3 separate regions of the Mus musculus genome follow, and regions 1 and 3 are each linked to region 2. Evidence: chromatin contacts called from public promoter capture Hi-C data. All regions are on one chromosome and are shown on one strand. The core of a region is the stretch at or near the end of the contact, and the rest is flanking DNA. Distances in the headings are between cores, read along the strand shown.

Region 1 (3,778 bases), core at 317-2,816, 970 kb before region 2:
ATCTCACATCCTGTTTGGAGCTTATATAAAAGATTAAGCAATTGTTCATCAAAGATATGTTGCTAATTAATATTCATACATTCAAGCATTTTGTAAACAGGCAGAGTGTGGAAATCACTATTTGGTCAATGGAGACTCTCTATTATTCAGTAATTTCTCAAAAGCAATGCATATCTATTACCTGATTATGATTTATAAATACATGGAGTCACAATATCATGAAATCACATGAACTGTTTAAAAACTTTTTATTATATAAATAATCTATTTGTGCAATTTTGCATAAGAAATATTACAAGAGTTAAAGCCACCCTTTTCCATTTTTCAACAATTTCAATAAATGTAATTCTCTGGAGGGGAGCCTCATTGTAAGCCTTGTGTTAATTCTTTGCTCTGTCATAAATATCAATTTTCATTCTTAAATTATACATTGTTAAAATTGTCAGTTTTTAGTTATATATAAATATGGTATTCTTTATATTTACTCTGGATTATTGCATTTATTAAGCTTCCTTTAGGAGTCTACACAAGTAGTGGCATAATTTAGCTATATTCAGTCTTTTCCAAGAATGAATATTAAATCTTTCTATGTCAAATTATGTTAATCTTCATGACATAATTTGGGACTTTTATCATTTTCTATTGGAAGTGAAGTTTCTCCTATTTCTGTATTAGTTTACTGATATATATGCATATAGATTATCTAGAACTTCATTTTATAATAATTATTTTAGCAAAAGATATTCATTTGTTAGGACCTACTAAATTACTTTCTAAATTATATTTGAATAACTGGGGCCTCAACTCTAGTACCTATCTAAAAGATGCAATCTGTACAAATTACTTAGCCTTTGTCACACTTAAATTTTATCACATTGAAATTATGAAATGATTTCTCCTTTTATTTTAAGTTACACTGACATGGTGAATAATCAGACTATAGTTTGTACTTTTTGGGAAATCCTATGGTTCAACAATGATAAAAAATAGTTTAGTTTTTTTTTTCATTTCATCTAGAATTTTCTGGGCTTCGTCAATATCAAGAGAAATGTTTCTTTTACCTTGGCTGTTCTCTGGCTTCATCCTCAAACATTTTGTTGTCTTTGGTCTCTATCAGCTACACCACAGATTGCAACAATAAACAGTATTCAATGCTTAACGTCTCTTAAATTTTATTTATATTTTATTTGAGAGTATATGATTGTCTCCATGTATAACTTTAGCATCCAATTCTGTTAATACACTTCTATATTGATTCCTAATAAAAAGCATTTGGAAAAACATGACCTGGTGTTTCCAGAAGTCAGTTTCTAACTTTGAGGGAAGCCTTTTGAATTTCAGTTGGAGATCAAGTACAGAACAGTTGTGCTCTGTATTTCCATTGCTCCTTAGCCCTGGATTAAAGACAGGGGCCACTGCATCTTTTCTCTTTATAAAACATCTTCATATAAGTACATCCTCCATATTGAACAAATCTCACTTTCCCTTCTCTCCAGTCCTGTAGTTCTCCATGCCAGAATTTCTCCACTTTCACCATGTAGGTCCTACAAATACAAATTATAATTGCTTCCTCTTTCAGCAGATGGGGACAAACACAGAGACCCACAGCCATACATTACACAGAATGAGAGACCTTGGAGCAATCCGTCATACATGAAATGTCTTCATCAAATCCCTCTTGTCAGAGCTCAGAAGACACTTCAGAATAGGAGGCAGAAAGAATTTAAGAGCCAGAGGGGATAGAAAACAGCAAGGAAACATGGCCCTCTAAATCAAATGAGCAAAGCTCATATGATCCCACAGAGTCTTAAGCAGCATGCACAGGGCTTGCATGAGTTAAAACCTCATCCTCTATGTATATACATGGTTTCTAGTTTAATGCTTTTCGGTATTCATGAGTATGCAAACTTGGTCTCTGATTCTTTTGCCTTCTCTTGGGCTCTTTCTCCTGTTGGTTTGTCTTATTGAACTTTGAGTTTTATTTTATTTTGTTATATTTTACTATAAAAATTAAAGCAAAAGGATAATTATGCAAGTGTGAAGATTAAAAATGTAAAAATTAAAGCCAAGAATAACCAAGGAGGTAAACAACCAGCCAGCCTTATGTTCATAGTAGGAATGTTTAAAACTACCCACAACATTTTAGTATCTTATGGAACAAGCAGTTCTGATGGGAAGGTGTAGTTTCTGGCTGCAGTGTCCTAGAGAATGTAAACAAATAGATGTCAGTGTGTTGCTGCTCAATCACCAGCAGGTGTCAGGCCTTCCTCAGGTTTGCCCAGCCCTCCCATGGATTGTTTCTTTTAGAAAATTTCCACCCATTATTGTTCTGAGTGTGCTGAAGTCATCAGTTGGCCACCTTACTGGGTTCCCCCCTCCCCTTTATTGGATATTTTCTTTTTCTACATTTCAAATGTTATCCCCCTTCTAGATTTCCCCTCCAGAATACACCTATCCTATCCTCCCCACCTTGTCCTGCCTCTATGAGGGTGCTCTTGCACCCACCCACCTACTCACTTCCACCTTCCTGCCCTGGTTTTTCCCTTCACTGGGTCATTAAAACCCCTCAGGATCAAGGGCCTCTCCTCCCACTGATGTCCTATAAGGCTATCCTTTGCCACATATGCAGCTGGAGCCATGGGTCCCTCCATGTGTAGTCTTTGTTTGGTGGTCCAGTCTCCAGGAGCTTGGTGGGGGTATGGCCTGTTGACCATGCATTGGGTTGAAATCCTGTCAGGTCCTTCAGTTTCTTCTCCAACTCCTCCATTTGGGACCTGGCGTTCAATTCAATGGTTGGCTGTGAGCAACCACCTCTGTATTTGTCAGGATCTGGCAGAGCCTCTAAGAAGACAGCCATATCAGGCTCCTGTCAGTAAGCATTTCTTGGCATCCAAAATATTGTCCAGGTTTGGGAATTGTATATGGGTTAGAACCCCAGGTGGGGCAGTCTCCGGATGGCCTTACCTTCAATCTCTGCTCCACACTTTGTCGGTATAATTCACCCTGTGTGCATTTTCTTCCCCTTTCTAATAAGCACCGAAGGATCCACACTTTGGTCTTCTTTACTCTTGAGTTTCATATTGTCTGTGAATTTTGTCTTGGGTATCACGAACTTTGGGGCTAATAACCACTTATCAGTGTGTACATATCATGTGTGTTCTTTTGTGACTGGGTTACCTCACTCAGGATATTTTCAAGTTCCATCCATTTGCCTGTGAATTTCATGAAGTCATTGTTTTAAATAACAGAATATTGTTCCACTGTGTAAATGCACCACATTTTCTGTGTCCATTTCTCTGTTGAGGGACATCTGTATTCTTTCCAGCTTCTGGCTATTATAAATATGGCTTCTATGAAGCATTATTTCCAGTTTTAATGAGTATAGACTCTTGTAATAGGATCTGATGATCTTCTGAATTTCCTCAGTTTCTGTTGTTATATCTTCCTTTTGATTTCTGATTTTATTGATCTGTTTTCTGTCTCTGTGTCCTCTAGTACATTTTGCTAAGGGCTTATCTATCTTGTTGATTTTTCTCATAGAACCAGCTCCTGGTTTGTTTGGTTCTTTGTAGTAATTTTTAAATGTTTAGAAAACCTAAAATAAAAGTATGATGTAAAGAAAAAAAAAAAAAACAGGCCAGGACTGGCACACACGTGCAATCCTAGCACTTGGGAGGCAGAGTTAGGCAGATTTCTGAGTTAAAGTCCAGCCTGTTATTCAGAGTGAGTTCCAGGACAACCATGGCTACACAGAGAAACCCTGTCTTAAAAAAACAAA
Region 2 (4,250 bases), core at 383-2,882:
CTGGCTCAGCCACAGCCTCCACAACCAAAGCAAGCTCTACCTTACTTTCCAGGTGAGGTGCAGGGCCCACTAACCTGATTGTTGCAGTCAGTGGGGAACAGGGACAATTATTTCACTTTCATGACCCTGGAGCCAGATCTCCTGCCTGCCATAGGTGGTAAGGAACGAGAGAATGGGGAGGAGCGCATCTCTCCTTCATCTGCGCCACGAAGAAGACAAGACCCAAAGCCGGCTCTCCCATACTCACACCCTCAGGACCACAACCCCCACGTCTACGGGCAGTTCTACTGTGCTGTGGAGACAAGGTGCAGGACCTGCTCACCCGAGTGCTGTCAGAGACAGCTCCCCAGCTCTCATGACCAGCTCTCCCATCTGCCGTGGGTGATGAGAGGTTCTTCCCTCGCTGCCACCACCACACAGCAGACAAGAGGTAGGGCTGAATCACGCATGCTTTTTACCCTTGGGGTTGATTTAGCTGCAATCCCCACATCCAAGACCAGCCCTACTGTGAGGCCCAGGCAAGGTGCACGGCCTGCTTTCCTGAGTACTACCCCTAGGTAAGGGTAGGATCTGCTCTCACAGCCCCAGGGCCAGCTCTTTCAGGATGCCCAGGTAAAGGGTGGGGCCAGTTCTACCCAGCCCTCAGACATCAGCATGGCCCCAGAAAGCAGCCCAAACCAGGGATGTCTGTCTGCCTAGCCTTTGATAGTAACAGACCCCTGCTGTTTTAGGGTCACAGACCCAGACATGGCCCCAGGTGATAGCTCAGGCCAGTACCCCAGCTACTTGCCCTCTAGTCTTCAGTTGTACCTCTCTTCATTGTGCCCACATCCTTCTGTTTCTCTTTCTCTTCCATTTCTCCACCACTTACTTGCTTCTTTTAGTGGTAAACAGAGTCTCTGAGTGTGTGGGTTCATTTTAGGAGTAGTCTCGGGAGTGCTATGTACTACCCATACATTACGACACTGGTCAGGGGTCATCTCAGGCATTGTCTGCCCCTAGGCCTGTGCTGCAATTGACTAGTGCTCATCTCAAGCTAGATCCGTGTTCAGGCTCCATGGAGCTGGACTGGTGATCACAATGCCCAGGCCTTCCTGAGTGGCCCTATGTAAGGGTCAGCTGTCTTGGGCTCACTCCTTCCCCAACCCCGCTCCCACCCCTGAACCCGTGGTCCGAGGTAGGGTTCTTATGGTCTCTGGCTTACTCCCTACTCTGGGAGCTCATCCAGGCCTCCAAGGCACCAGACTCATGGTTGTCTCGGACTTTCTTTTTTCCAGGTGTGCTAGGCTACTAATCATTCATGAGTTCACAGGTCAGAACACTGAGCATAGTCACAGCATCTCTCCTCTCTGCCACCAACTAACGCAGGTGTGACACAGAAGCCACACTTGCAACATCTCTAAGAGCAGATTAATCAATCAATTAATTAAACTATTCAATCAAGAGCAACATATGAATAAATACACTCCCTAGTTTTTGGAAATCTATGAAAACTGTTAAACTTTCCTTTGGTTGTTCTGTGTTCCAAAGTGGGAGGAGAAAGAGGATAAAAGAAATAAGGACTCTCCCTTTAAGATTGGCTCCTCCCTCCTTCTAGAGCCTTTCCAGTCTTAAGAGTGAGATGATTCTCTCCCTCCGTGGTCATCCACTTTCTACAGAGAACACGTCTATGAAATAGTATCAGGAGACACACGGAGCCATCAAAATCATCAAGCTTTGGAATGGGTGGACACAGAATGGTTCTTCTTGGAGGTGCTGGATCTCCTGGTAAAAGTGTCTTATTGATATCTATCCTTTAATTTGAGTTGAGAGATGTTCTGACAGTGAATGGATGTGATTGGCATAGGAGAGCGAGGAATAGCAAGGGGCATCTGGGTCCTATGAAAGTGCTTTTCATCAACCATAGACCCCAAACTGAAATCGTAAAGTAGGAAGCAATGCTTTTATTCATTTTATAAAATTGTTGAGGTGAAATCAAGTCAGGACCTGAAGTAAGCAAAACTGTCCTGGGTGTGAAACATGGGCTGTTAGGAAAGACAAAGTGTAGGGGTCAATGCTGATTAAAAGTTGATTTCCAATAGGAAATGTGGAAAACCAACTCAGTGCAAAATTCTGCTTCATGATGTTTATGGGCTGGCTAAACTCATTCTTCAGTTTCGCATGAGTGCTGAGTTGTGGTCACTGTGGAGCTCAGAGCTATATGGCACTTTTTTATGCTGTATGGGGGATGGTGATAAGATTAACATTTGGGTGTTTGAGGATGTAAAGTAGACTATTTGTCACACAACTGAGAATGCAGGTCCTGTTGGTGGAACAGTCATGATGTAAGAAATACCAGCCATTCTTTCATGAAGTTGTTAGGAAACTTTGTGGACCAGATAGACATGCGGGTGGGGGTGTGTTTAATTGATGCCAAGAAAGTAGAGGGACAGAGAGAGAGCTCAGAAAGCTGTCCTATAATGTACAGAGAACATGCTCGGTCACTAGTTTGGTTGATGTCTCTTTCAAGAGCTCAGGCTTAAGAAGCTGCCTTTAAAGTTTGCCTCCATGCCCAGCGTTTTCACAAATCCTCACTCCTGGGCTGCACGTAAACAATAAACAGTTGTATTTCTGAAGTTGTTCTACCAGCCCTGTCGTTCTCGATCGGAATCTTTCCCACTTGCCAAAGGAAGGGTCTTTCTTTGTCTTGGTTTAGTCTTTGTCAGATCCCAAACTCAGGACCTTCTCTTCTCCAAAATCTCTTGTTAGTAAATTTCACTCCTGCCCCTTGTTTCACAGGTTGTAAAAGGTTTGTCCATCTAGGTTTCTTTGTTGTGGCTGTGAGCTCACTTCTCAGTGCCTCTGCTGTCACTAACGCTCCTGGTGAGTATTTTGATCAACTTACTTATTGCCTTGGCCTGCTCTGATATGAATTGTCAAACAAAATCACAATTCTCCTGTATGGCAAATAACATCTAAAAATCCATCCTCTGCAGAGCTGAAGAACTAAATATCAGAACTATACAATTATATTCTAACCAGACCCAAAATGATGAGCATGGTCTTCCCTCATATAAAACAACACCATGTTACATAAAGACTAAAAGCAGTACATAGAAGACTAAAGGAAAGGAGAAGAAAGCTCAGAGTTATCTGGACAAAAGGAAGTTCCAAGAACACTTCAATAAATTCAAAACCTAAACCTGACATTAAAAAAAAAAAAGAATGTATTGTAGGAAGCCCACCAGGCTCCTCAGTTAAGCCAAATTAATAGCAAAAAGGGCAGCTGAAACAGCCTGAGAAAGGGAGGGAGAGAAATGTTGTTGTTGTTTTGTTGGGTTTTTTTTTGTTGTTGTTGTTGTTGATGATTGTAATCATCAATAATAATAGGAAAACAACTCTCCCGATTTCGATTTTAAAAGACCAGGTTTAGTTAGACTTCAACTACTACGTGTAAAAATCCATGCAATTTTACACAAATATATGAAATGGATATTTAATTCCCTTCAACGAGTTTCTCCATCCCCATACAATTACTATCAACTTGATTTCTCTTGAGTTTATGATAGGAAGGAACATACATAGCTCATTCTGAAGGACTCTGTACACCTTATTTTAGATGCTATAAATTGTCCCTGCTTAGGATGTCCCAGCCATACAACTAAAATCCTAAGTAGCACTGTGACCTTGGCTCTACCAGGTTTGCCATTGCTCTACTTGAAGCCTGTGGTACTAATAGTTCCATCTGGACACTATAAAGTAGCATTATCCTATCATACATAAGTAATCTAAAAACTGTTCATGCTTTCTGGATGCTTTCTGACCATTTGTTTTGTTAACTCGTTACGTGTTGCTTGTTCCTGTGTTAACTTGTTGCTTGTTGCTTGTTACTGTGTTGACTTGCTACTTGTTACTGTGCTGACTTGTTACTTGCTAGTTACTTGTTACTGTGTTGACTCCTTACTTGTTAGTTACTTGTTACTGTGTTGACTTGTTAATGCAGGAGAAATGAAGAAGGAACTGAGACTGGCGGGTGGTGAAAACAACTGTAGTGGGAGAGTGGAACTTAAGATCCATGACAAGTGGGGCACAGTGTGCAGTAACGGCTGGAGCATGAATGAAGTGTCCGTGGTTTGCCAGCAGCTGGGATGCCCAACTTCTATTAAAGCCCTTGGATGGGCTAACTCCAGCGCCGGCTCTGGATATATCTGGATGGACAAAGTTTCTTGTACAGGGAATGAGTCAGCTCTTTGGGACTGCAAACATGATGG
Region 3 (4,149 bases), core at 1,496-3,995, 1.0 Mb before region 2:
TAGAAAAAAATAAAACAGATAAGTTGCCAAGAGAATTATGGTTCAATAATTTTTCTCCGGCCAAGTGTTCCACAACTGGTTCCAGGAGGCCTCCTTCTTTTAAAGTCTACTGCCTCAGTCTGTGAAACTTGTCACACAGAGCCCACTGAGATTGGTGTGGCACAAGAAAGATTTTCAACTAAAATTAATCAAAAGAGATAGGGATCTACAATTCTTATTTATCAAAGGAAAACTCTACCAAGGTGACATTTAGATTCTGAACATCTATGCTTTAAATGCAAGGACACCCACATTCATAAAGGAAACATTATTAAAGCTTAAACCACAACATCCACCTTCATACATTGATAGATGCTTTAACACCCCAGTCGCATCAACGGAAAGGCCATCTAGACAGAAACTAAACAGAGAAGTAATGGAGCTAGCAGATGTTATTACTCAGAAGGACCTCAGGCATATCTATGGAACATTCTACTCAAACACAAAGAATATACCTGTCTCTCAGGACACTATAGAAACGTCTCCAAAACTGAGACGTCATAAAACACGTCTTAACAGATATAAGAAAAATGAAATGTAATAGGTCTACCTCAAGACCCAGTATACAATTCCTGCACATAGAGCCAAAGCATGCTCCACCATACCACAAGGATACTTGTTCACCTATGTCTATAGCAGCTTTATTTGTGATAGCAAAAAAATTGGAAACAACCTAAATGCCGCTCAGCTGAAGAATGGACAAAGAAAATGTGGTACATTTACACAATGGAGTACTACTCAGCTGCTAAAAGCAATGTCATGAAATTTGCTGTCAGAGACCATACCGTGAGAAAGCGAGTCCTTCATAATCTCCCACCCTGACAGGCCAAATGGCCTCGTGCTAGGAGCTGATTGTCACTCCCTCCTCCCTGGTCCCTTCCTGGCACCTGTGGCTGTAATAGCTGAATTATAGTCCCCTCTTCCCTATCTCTTCCTGACTCTCATGACTTCTAAGGACATGAGTTATGCCTAAACCCAGCCTCACACCCCAAGGCTGATAAGGAGGATCTATGTTCTGGAGATAAGACGCAGAGTGCCCGCCGCCTGGAGCCTGACTTCGGCCCTCATGTCAGCAGATGCCCACCTCTTTGTTCTTTGTTAAATTTCCCTTCGACCCTTCCCTATTCCCCTCGATGTATGCTTTAAAACCAGGCACCTCAGTCTAATAGACGGAGACCTTGATAGGTAAAAATCTACTTGGTCATCTGCTTCTCTTTTTTCTTCCAATCCCATTTCCTTACAGGTTTGCTGTCTCCCTTGCACCCACGAATAACTGAATCCCGCGGGATGGGATAATTTGCCAGTAAATGGATAGAGATATCATCCTGAGTGAGGTAATTGAGTCCCCGAAAGATGAAGGTAGTATGTAACCACTTAGGTATGGATATTAGCCTTAAAGTAAAGAATAACCATGCTACAATCCACAGACCCAAAGAAATAAGATGAGGATAAGGTGTGATTTTCCTCATGTTCTGAGTAACAAAGCCTCTGTACACACTCTTACCTACAGGTTCTTACCCCCTTAGGAGCTGTGATGAAGTGTATTTTCCATGTGAATGGACTTAATCTGATTTGCAAAACAAGTGACATATATCTTTATACATCTGAATTTCTTATTACAAATATATATATTATATATATTCACATCAAAATACGGTAACAGTTATGCTTGGTGACGCACACCGGTATCTGCAACTAAGAAGATTGAGACAGGAGGTTCACAATTGCAAGGACAACCTGGGCAGCCTATTACATGCCTTTAAAGATTTAAAAAGGCTAAAGATGTGACTCTAAAGTAGAGTATTGCCCAGCATACACCATGCTCTAAGTGCAGTCTCCTAGAATGTCAGCACCAAAAATGAATGAATGAGAGAGAGAGAGAAAGAAAGGGGAAAAAAGAAAATTTGCTTAACACATTGGACCTCATTCATGCACAAGAGACATTTTTAAAAGCAATAAGTATCCCATGATTTGCTTTCTCTGTAGTAAATAATTCTGAAATCACACCAGTACTTGAAAAAAAACTGTGTGAAGTAAGTGTTTAGACTTAATTTTCACGATGTGTATTATTTCTATTCATAAGCATATACAATGTAAGATGTTAAAAAATACACATGTTAATAATTTGCCCTATATAGTAATCAAACATAATTTTTTCTAATGAGAGATTTTGTCTTGGACATACAGAAATATGTTAGAATTACATTTATGCTAAAAGATTATGAGTCCCGCCCTGCTCCCCCACTGAACCCTTTGATGTCATCTTTCAGATGACGCTTCATGACTTCATTATGTTTCCACTGGTTAGTCTCTCTTTACCTTGGGACCTTGAGAAGTCTCAGTTCACTGAGTGTAAACACCCCACAGGTGTTTGAGAGGACTTCACACTTTTCTTAATTGTGTGTTTTCCTGCCAACAATCAGGATTACTAGGTGCCAGGTTCCTGAGCCCTTGGAGACTCACAGTGACTCTGTGAAGGGGACATAATCTAGGGCTATGTAGGTGCAAAGCAGATTGTACTCCAGGGAACTGAGGAAGTGTTTGGATACTGGTGGGCCTGTATCAGGACAAAACAATGCTTTATAAACTTGATCAACACTGACCAGACAGCCACATGTTTTATCAGTTTGTTGATGTGTTATTGGGATCCATGACTCTCAACTGAACAGATTTCCGGGTTTTATCCATTTTTTTATCAACGTAAATATGAGATTACTCATTGCCTTCTCTCTCTGGATTATTCTCATTGTGTTCCAGGAACAAATGTCTTGTTTCTCCTTAAGTATACCTGCTTCTCCTGGCTACTATCAAGATGGGGATTTTGTGATTGGAGGACTCTTCTCCCTTAGAGTGATGATTAGACGCTTCATAAGTAAATTTAGCTTTAAAGATGCATTCTATTTATCAGAATTTCTTTATGCGTAAGTGTTTGGCTTCTCTCATTTAAAAATATTTCTTCAGGATTTCATACATATATATAATATATGTTGATCAAACCCTCCTCTACTGCTTCCCCCCACCCCAATGTCCACTGTCTCCTGTCTCAAGTTCATGCTCTCTCTGCCTCTCTCGCTCTCTCACACTCTCTCTCTCTCAACTTTATCTATTCTGTCTCCATCTCACTTTTTAATCTACTGAGTTCATTTAGGCATGCCAGTACTGCAGGAGTATAGGACATCATCTAGAGTGTAGGCAAACGAAACTTCCTGGAAGGAAACTGACTCTCTCTTCCCCAGTAGCCACCAAATACCAAGAGCTAATCAGCCATGACTTTCTCTCTGTGTGTCTCCTTCTACTCATGCGGAATCTCTTAAATATGTAAGAAGGTGTTGAAAGCACTTTGAAGTAAAAATTTTTTCTTGGTAGATATTTAGTGTATTGTACTGAAAACATGTTATTTTTCCTATTTAAATTGACATGACACTATTTTTTAAAATTGCTATGTTTGATCAAGCACTGTGTATTTTCCTGAGGTTTATTCTACTTTCGAAGACCACAAGAAATACTAAGTTTAAATGTTTGCTTTTCTCCTCCATTTCAATTTCTCAGACACGAATTGCACAGTAAAATGTGAAAATTGTATATTCAAAAGTATGTGTTGGTGCAAACCTTTAATCCCACAACCTGAGAAGCAGAGGCAGATGAATCTCTATGAGACTGTGGTTAACCTAGTCTACATAGTGAGTTTCAGTCCAGCCTGGGCTGAATAGTGAGACACTGTCTCAAAAAAATTCAAAAGCAAAAATTGTGCTATGAATCTTCATTTTAACACTAATTCTTCTACATTTTTAATATAGAATATCCTGTTTATTTCTTGGATTATTGTGTATATTCTTTATATGACTTAGATTATTAAAAATAAAAATCCAGAGTTTAAGAGGGAGCATGAGAAGAGCTACAAGGAGAAAAGAAAGGAAGGTAACTCATGTAATTATATTTTAATTAAAAATTAATATTAAAAAGAACACAAAAATTATCTTTATAATATTTCATCATAGGCATCTTACCAAACATTATCAACATATATTGGCAATGGTTTTTGCTACAGAAAAAATCAACAAGGACCCAAATATTCTGTTCAATATGTCCCTGGGATTCTATCTCTTCAAT

Evidence for each region. Promoter capture Hi-C pulls out the DNA fragments that hold promoters and counts their contacts.
Region 1: a promoter capture Hi-C map of the HPC-7 cell line shows a contact between it and region 2. The contact joins the enhancer-like site here to the promoter of Cd163 in region 2. A contact is called at or near these places in 7 of 39 promoter capture datasets (the HPC-7 cell line, cranial neural crest, embryonic stem cells and 2 more) and 2 of 9 other capture datasets (embryonic stem cells and macrophages).
Region 3: a promoter capture Hi-C map of the HPC-7 cell line shows a contact between it and region 2. The contact joins the promoter of Vmn2r19 here to the promoter of Cd163 in region 2. A contact is called at or near these places in 7 of 39 promoter capture datasets (the HPC-7 cell line, cranial neural crest, embryonic stem cells and 3 more) and 1 of 9 other capture datasets (liver).

The regions. Positions count from the first base shown.
Region 1 is chr6:123,338,040-123,341,817 of GRCm38.p6, forward strand. No RefSeq gene overlaps it. Among named protein-coding and RNA genes, the nearest start is that of Vmn2r19, 32 kb to the left of the region's middle. Within about 2 kb of position 1,567, at least 3 of the 459 cell types and tissues checked have an H3K27ac peak or open chromatin away from gene starts, as enhancers often do. A contact at or near this core is called in the HPC-7 cell line, where this site is marked.
Region 2 is chr6:124,303,019-124,307,268 of GRCm38.p6, forward strand. It overlaps Cd163 (CD163 antigen), which reads left to right and starts at 1,633. Exons shown (of 17, transcript NM_053094.2): 1 at 1,633-1,767; 2 at 2,779-2,862; 3 at 3,983-4,250. The coding sequence starts at 1,722. Gm25311 (a small nucleolar RNA gene) reads right to left here and starts at 1,410; the gene lies at 1,279-1,410.
Region 3 is chr6:123,305,588-123,309,736 of GRCm38.p6, forward strand. It overlaps Vmn2r19 (vomeronasal 2, receptor 19), which reads left to right and starts at 2,746. Exons shown (of 6, transcript NM_001104632.1): 1 at 2,746-2,960; 2 at 4,038-4,149. The coding sequence starts at 2,746.